2 separate regions of the Gossypium arboreum genome follow, and region 1 is linked to region 2. The links are chromatin contacts, called in public Hi-C maps. All regions are on one chromosome and are shown on one strand. Each heading gives the region's core, a stretch centred on a gene start, on an enhancer-like site or on the middle of the called end of the contact. The rest is flanking DNA. Distances are from core to core; before and after follow the strand shown. Region 1 holds the start of LOC108463332 (22.0 kDa class IV heat shock protein-like). Region 2 holds the start of LOC108467831 (vesicle transport protein GOT1).

The links. A called contact is a pair of places that touch in the nucleus more often than the background predicts.
Region 1: a Hi-C map of leaf shows a contact between it and region 2, with 4 times the contacts expected there. The contact joins the promoter of LOC108463332 here to the promoter of LOC108467831 in region 2. A contact is called at or near these places in 2 of 5 Hi-C or Micro-C datasets (both in leaf).

What each region holds. Positions count from the first base shown.
Region 1 is chr13:104,311,389-104,314,238 of ASM2569848v2, reverse strand. LOC108463332 (22.0 kDa class IV heat shock protein-like) reads left to right here and starts at 1,462. Exons shown (of 1, transcript XM_017763283.2): 1 at 1,462-2,264. The coding sequence starts at 1,612. The coding sequence ends at 2,112.
Region 2 is chr13:103,810,211-103,813,074 of ASM2569848v2, reverse strand. LOC108467831 (vesicle transport protein GOT1) reads right to left here and starts at 1,299. Exons shown (of 7, transcript XM_017768627.2): 1 at 994-1,299; 2 at 716-772. The coding sequence starts at 746.

The sequences.
Region 1 (2,850 bases), core at 213-2,712, 500 kb before region 2:
TTACAAATCCCCCCGGGTGATTAAAGTTGCTGCGGATGCCATTTTATCTATTATTTCTTATTGCTCCTTTGTCCATTTTAGTCACTCGTTTGGGAAATGTAATTGTGTGGCAGATTAGGTTGCAAGAAGCATGACTAGAGATAACCTACTTGGCATGTTATAATCCCTGCAGGCATTGGAAATTTTGCTGTTATTTTCTTTTGAAAATAATTTTTTAATTAAAAATGTTATTGTAAAGATAGGATTTAAAAGTAGTAAACGAAACACGAAAAAGTGAGTGTCAGGTGAACATGTGAAAAAAATATGGGAGACAAAAAGTAAATCTTTAGATATCTAATTGTCAATTACAAAGTGAGAAGCAATGGCGACTGAGGGTAGTAACTATTCATAATGTCTATTAGAGTATAGACTCTGTTAGTCTGTTACTAATTTGTTATACTCGTATGACTGACTGTTATGACTAACTGTTGCTAACCACTTACTAACAATATTCCAGCCTGTATGACAAATTAGTAACAGACTAACAGAATTTATAATCTAATAATGTCTGTCAATGCTTCATGCTGCCATCTCAAGCAAACACAACATAACATTTTACTACTAAGCCAAGAACGTGTTAATCTTTCTATGGAACTGTATTGTTCTATTTTTTACAAAACCATATTTATTTGGTTCAACTTAAGTTGGAGCTATCAAGCAAAAAGATGTAAAATAATTCATTCTTTACATTAAATTGAACTTTAAAATGATACTCATTCTTAAATTTTAAGTTGAACTTTACAGTTTACACAAATATGAAACCGCTGAATATTTTCTTGGGAAAACCATTATTGATGTGGTGCAACCAGGCTTTGGCTAAAGCATTGCAAAGGACACCATGGTCCATGACTGATTGATGTGTTCCTTGCAGTTTTTCCAACATGTCAAAACTCTTAACAACAAAACACTGTTTGTTAAAATGTTCTAATATCCATATATGATCATTTATAGAAATAAGAAACACGTCAAGCAAAAGCCAGTATTGCAGGTTCTAGTAAGTAGTTCTTAGGCTTGTCCTCACCTTGCCTTCAAATGAATAGCAGGCAATTAGTCCCGGAAAGCATAAGGCCTTCGATGTTGATCCAAACTAGTTTTAATGCTAAGCCCACGGAAAGCTTGCCTTATGATAATCCAAACTTGGGACCTATCTTCCCTCCAGTCCAAAAGGAAGGGCTATATCTTTTTGCTAAAACCATATAATATAATAATACAAACAAAAGAAATATTAAATCCGACTAGACTAGGGCTGTGGAGGAAACTTGGAATAGATCCAATAGACAAAGGTAATTAGACATGAAAGACTCTAGAACCTAGCCTATCGGCTGCTCTTTTTTCGATTCGCACTGTGCTGCTGAGTTTAGTTATCGCTAGAATCTTCCCAGTTTCTTACAAATTAATTACATTATCAGAAATTTCAAGAATTTCACTACTTTTATCCACATATAAATATCCCCTCAAATCTTCTTACAATGGCAATAGAATTTAACATTGAAGTAGCGTTCCCTTTAAGTCACTAGTTCCAGACTTCCAATTCAAGAAATCTAGTTCACTCTTACTCAGCATATATACACAATGAGGCTCTTGCTGTTGCTCTTGGCGTGTTATGTTGGCCTATGCAATGGATCGAGTTTGCTGCCATTCATGGATCCAGGGAGTGGCAGTCTGTTATTGCCTGATCCGTCCCGAGTGTTAGAGCAAATCCCACTTACCCTGGAGAGGGACGAGAGCTTGGCACTGTCTCCAGCCAGGGTGGACTGGAAGGAAACAGCGGAGGGGCATAGGATAATGTTGGATGTGCCGGGGTTGAAGAAGGAAGAGCTGAAGATTGAAGTGGAAGAGAACCGTGTGCTGAGGGTGAGCGGGGAAAGGAAGAGAGAGGAAGAGAAGAAGGGCGATCATTGGCACAGGGTAGAACGCTCCTATGGCAAGTTTTGGAGACAATTTAGGCTGCCTGAGAACGTAGACTTGGACACTGTAAAGGCTAAGCTTGAAAATGGGGTGCTTACTTTGTCATTGGCCAAGTTGTCTCCCGATAAGATTAAGGGTCCGAGGGTTGTCCACATTGCTTGGTGAGGCTAACTAAGCACCCAAGCTTCAGGGTAACGATGCCAAGCAGGGGCTTTAGACCCATCCTTGAATTGTTTTTCATGGCTTTCAAAACTTTTTCCAGCCTGTTTATGTAGATGAATATATATGAGAAAATAATTACTAAAATTGAATAAAAATATTATCAAAATTATAATGTAACGTAATGCAATGTAAGATATTGGTGTACCTAAAATTTGATTTTCACGATGCTATTATGTTTTCCTAACGAATCATCTTTGTCTGCTCCTCTCTCTCAAGGTTTGTTTTGTTAAATGTGTTTAAAGATATTTCAACCTCGATATGCTACACGAAGGCAGAATCATTTTCATTTATATAATTTATAATATTAACTTTCAGAAATTTAAAAATTAATTTATTTATTTGAGGATGTGCTTGGATAGGAGATTTAAAAATAAATTTTATTTATACTTAAGTTTTAAAAATTTTAAAAAGAATTTATTTATTTAGATAAATATAAGAGAGAATTTTAAAATTTGTGAGGAATTGAAGAGATTTGAGTAGTTTAATTTTTTTAAATTTTATTCAAAGTGTTTTTTTAATTTCTCATGATTTTAATTTATTTAAAGCACACAATTTCATTATAAAATAAAGAATTTAAATTTCAAAAATTAATTTTATTTATTACAATATATTTTTATTTTATTAAAGATATTTATAATTTTTACAAATTTAATAAATCCATATTATGCTATTTATTTTAAT
Region 2 (2,864 bases), core at 50-2,549:
CCAAGAAGGTGTGGTGCACACGCTTCACCAAGCATAAATGCATGCATAAATAAATTTAACAATGAGAACTACATCCTATTGAACTACCCTATATATTTGAACTTTGAATAATAAGGGGTGTACATATCAATTAGAAATCCTTCACCATCTACGCACATCAAATGTGATCAACGGAGCTCCACTAGTAAATCATTTTGGAGTTTGACTAACATCAATTTATTAGAATTACCAGTTAATATATGTTTCTTAATAAAGCAGCATAACTTACCAAACAACTCCGAATAGCTTACTAAAATATTTGTTCGGATAATAAATAATAAAAAATATTCTTTCTAAGGAAATATATTCGACTGACTTTGCCATACTAATTTAACGTCTAATATAAATTAGCACATCAAATCATTCCCAGATTGCCTCAACGTAAAATAACATGGACACTTCAAAGACTTTCCTAACTTAACAGCAGTTACAAAATTTTACCAACATGCATAATAATAAATAAAAATCCCAAGATAAACGATGAACCAAGTCCAGAGATCTGAATTTCACAAAAATTTCTAGGGATTGCACAATGCATATTTCAAGCATCAAACCTCCATCGGAAAAAAAAAAGTATCACACCGAACAGAAGTTTCACAAAATCACAGATTCATAGATGCGTTAATTGAATGAAAAGAAGCACAGAAAGCACAGAAAATGGAAGATAAAAGCTCACTTTTTCGATCATTCATTTCAAAGGAAACCATTTTGCTGATTCTTCAGATACCTGTTACTTTCAAAAAGCAAAACAAATAAGAAACGGAATCATGTGATAGAATCAGGGGAAAAAAAGGGGAAAACAGAATTTAATAATTAAATACAGATCTAATAGAGTACAGACTCCACATAAAAAAGAAGAAAAACAAATCTTAAATAAAAAATCCCGTTTGTTTACAGAGAGGAAAAAGAAGTAATTTCTCGGTAATCAAACAGAGAAAGAAAAGAAACAACTACCTGAAAGTGATTGAGAAATTCAGAAATGGGAAGCGAGCGAGCGAAAGAGGGAGCCGCGAGTTAATGTAAATAAAACAAGTTGAAAAAATACTTGAGATAACAAAAATATATAAAATTTTAAAATTTTTTATTTAGCATCTCTGTTTACATGAGAAGTAACTGAAATGACATAAAACTCCTCATCATCAACTTATATTTTCCAAAAGCAGTCCATCAAAAGAGGCAATGTAAAGTTTATGTGACCACTTGTAGTAGCAGAAGCAGAAGCTTTTCCATTGCTGCATTGCTAAAAAATGCACATTCTGGTATTAAAATATTGTAACTGAATATTATATATTATATTAATTGAAATTATATAATATATTAATTTCGTTTATTGACAACCGGAATCCGAATTAACCTTAATAATCAAGATAATGAAAACTTAGAAAAAGCGTGGATTAATTCAGATTGGACCGACTTTGGGTAATTCCTAGTAAAAGTATCTCCTCCGTCTGGTGGTGGATCTTCTCAAAGTCCGCTTGATGAGTCCTTAGTTTAGAACAAGGTAGCTGCTAATGCTTCCAATCTATTAATTATGATATCATTTATAATTAACCTCTCATTGTTGAGTCCAGAAATACTCATTACTGTGTTGCTATCTGATATTACAACATCTCTCCTCTATAAAACATCTCGTGTTTTTTGTTGCTTACTCTCCTTTTTAGCTAAGCCTGTAAGGACTGATTTTCTATCAAATTAATTAATATATAGTCGTCAACACCAATCTGCATTTGCAATAAATCCAAGGAGTGAAGACCTTCTATACATCATTCATGAGAAAAGCAATAAACGATGTGTTTTTACACTGACAAGCATTGCGGTGTCGGCGAGGGAAGCATCATCAATGGCTTTGTAGTTCCATTAAAAGAGAACCACAAGCTGTTGTTGACGAGAGTGCTTCTCCCACAGTACAACACCAGTAGCTTGCAAGTTTGCAAGTTCAGCATAAGCAGCTGGCTTATTGCATTTCTCAGTTTGTACTTGGGGAAGTGGTGGTTAGGGAGATTCTAAGATATTGGCCAGTTACTAATTGTCAAAAAGAAATTATAGTTATAGGAGAACAGGATGAGGTGGTGGAGAATATGGATCCAGATCAGGCCCCTCTGCACCCAAATAACAAGGTGTTCCAACAGTTAACACAAAATGTGAAGGCCATGGATCCAACTCTATACTACAGGTGCCTTACAGAAATGGGTCATCGGGAATCAGAAGAAATCAAGAGGAAACAGAAATAGTGACAATTTATGCACATCAATAATAAGCTCTTCCATTCAACAATATATGCATGTCTTGTTCTCATTGAACTGAAGTGCAAGGCGTCGTATTTTGTGCTGCCACTAACTTCAGCAATTAGAAAACATGAAACCTTAGTGACGACAACTAAGAAAGTGGCTATGAATTATGAGACTCGTGACATTGATGGAACAGAATGCCAAGATTCTGGCAGTGTTCAAATTTCAAAAGTTAAAAAGGAAAACGAGGGGACTGTCGGGTTTGTTGTGATGGGGCAAAAACCAAACAATTCTATGGCCAGTCCACTAACGAGCACTTTTCTTTGGGCTTACAAAAGTCGTGTTGGGTCGCAAAGTCTGTTACTAAATCCAAATTTGACTTTAATACAAGCCATGTTTGATGTTTTGGGATATTTGGGTATATCTAAGCGCCCATGTTTGTGTGGAGTGGACGAGGCTGCTACTAGAAAAGGGGAGGTTAGCAGCTCCCTTATATGAATCTTGGACTGATGAGAAGGTGGGGGCTAAGAGTGGCTCTCAGCCTCACCGGGGTTACTATTGTTGTGGGTTTGGGAATTCATACACCATTTATAATCT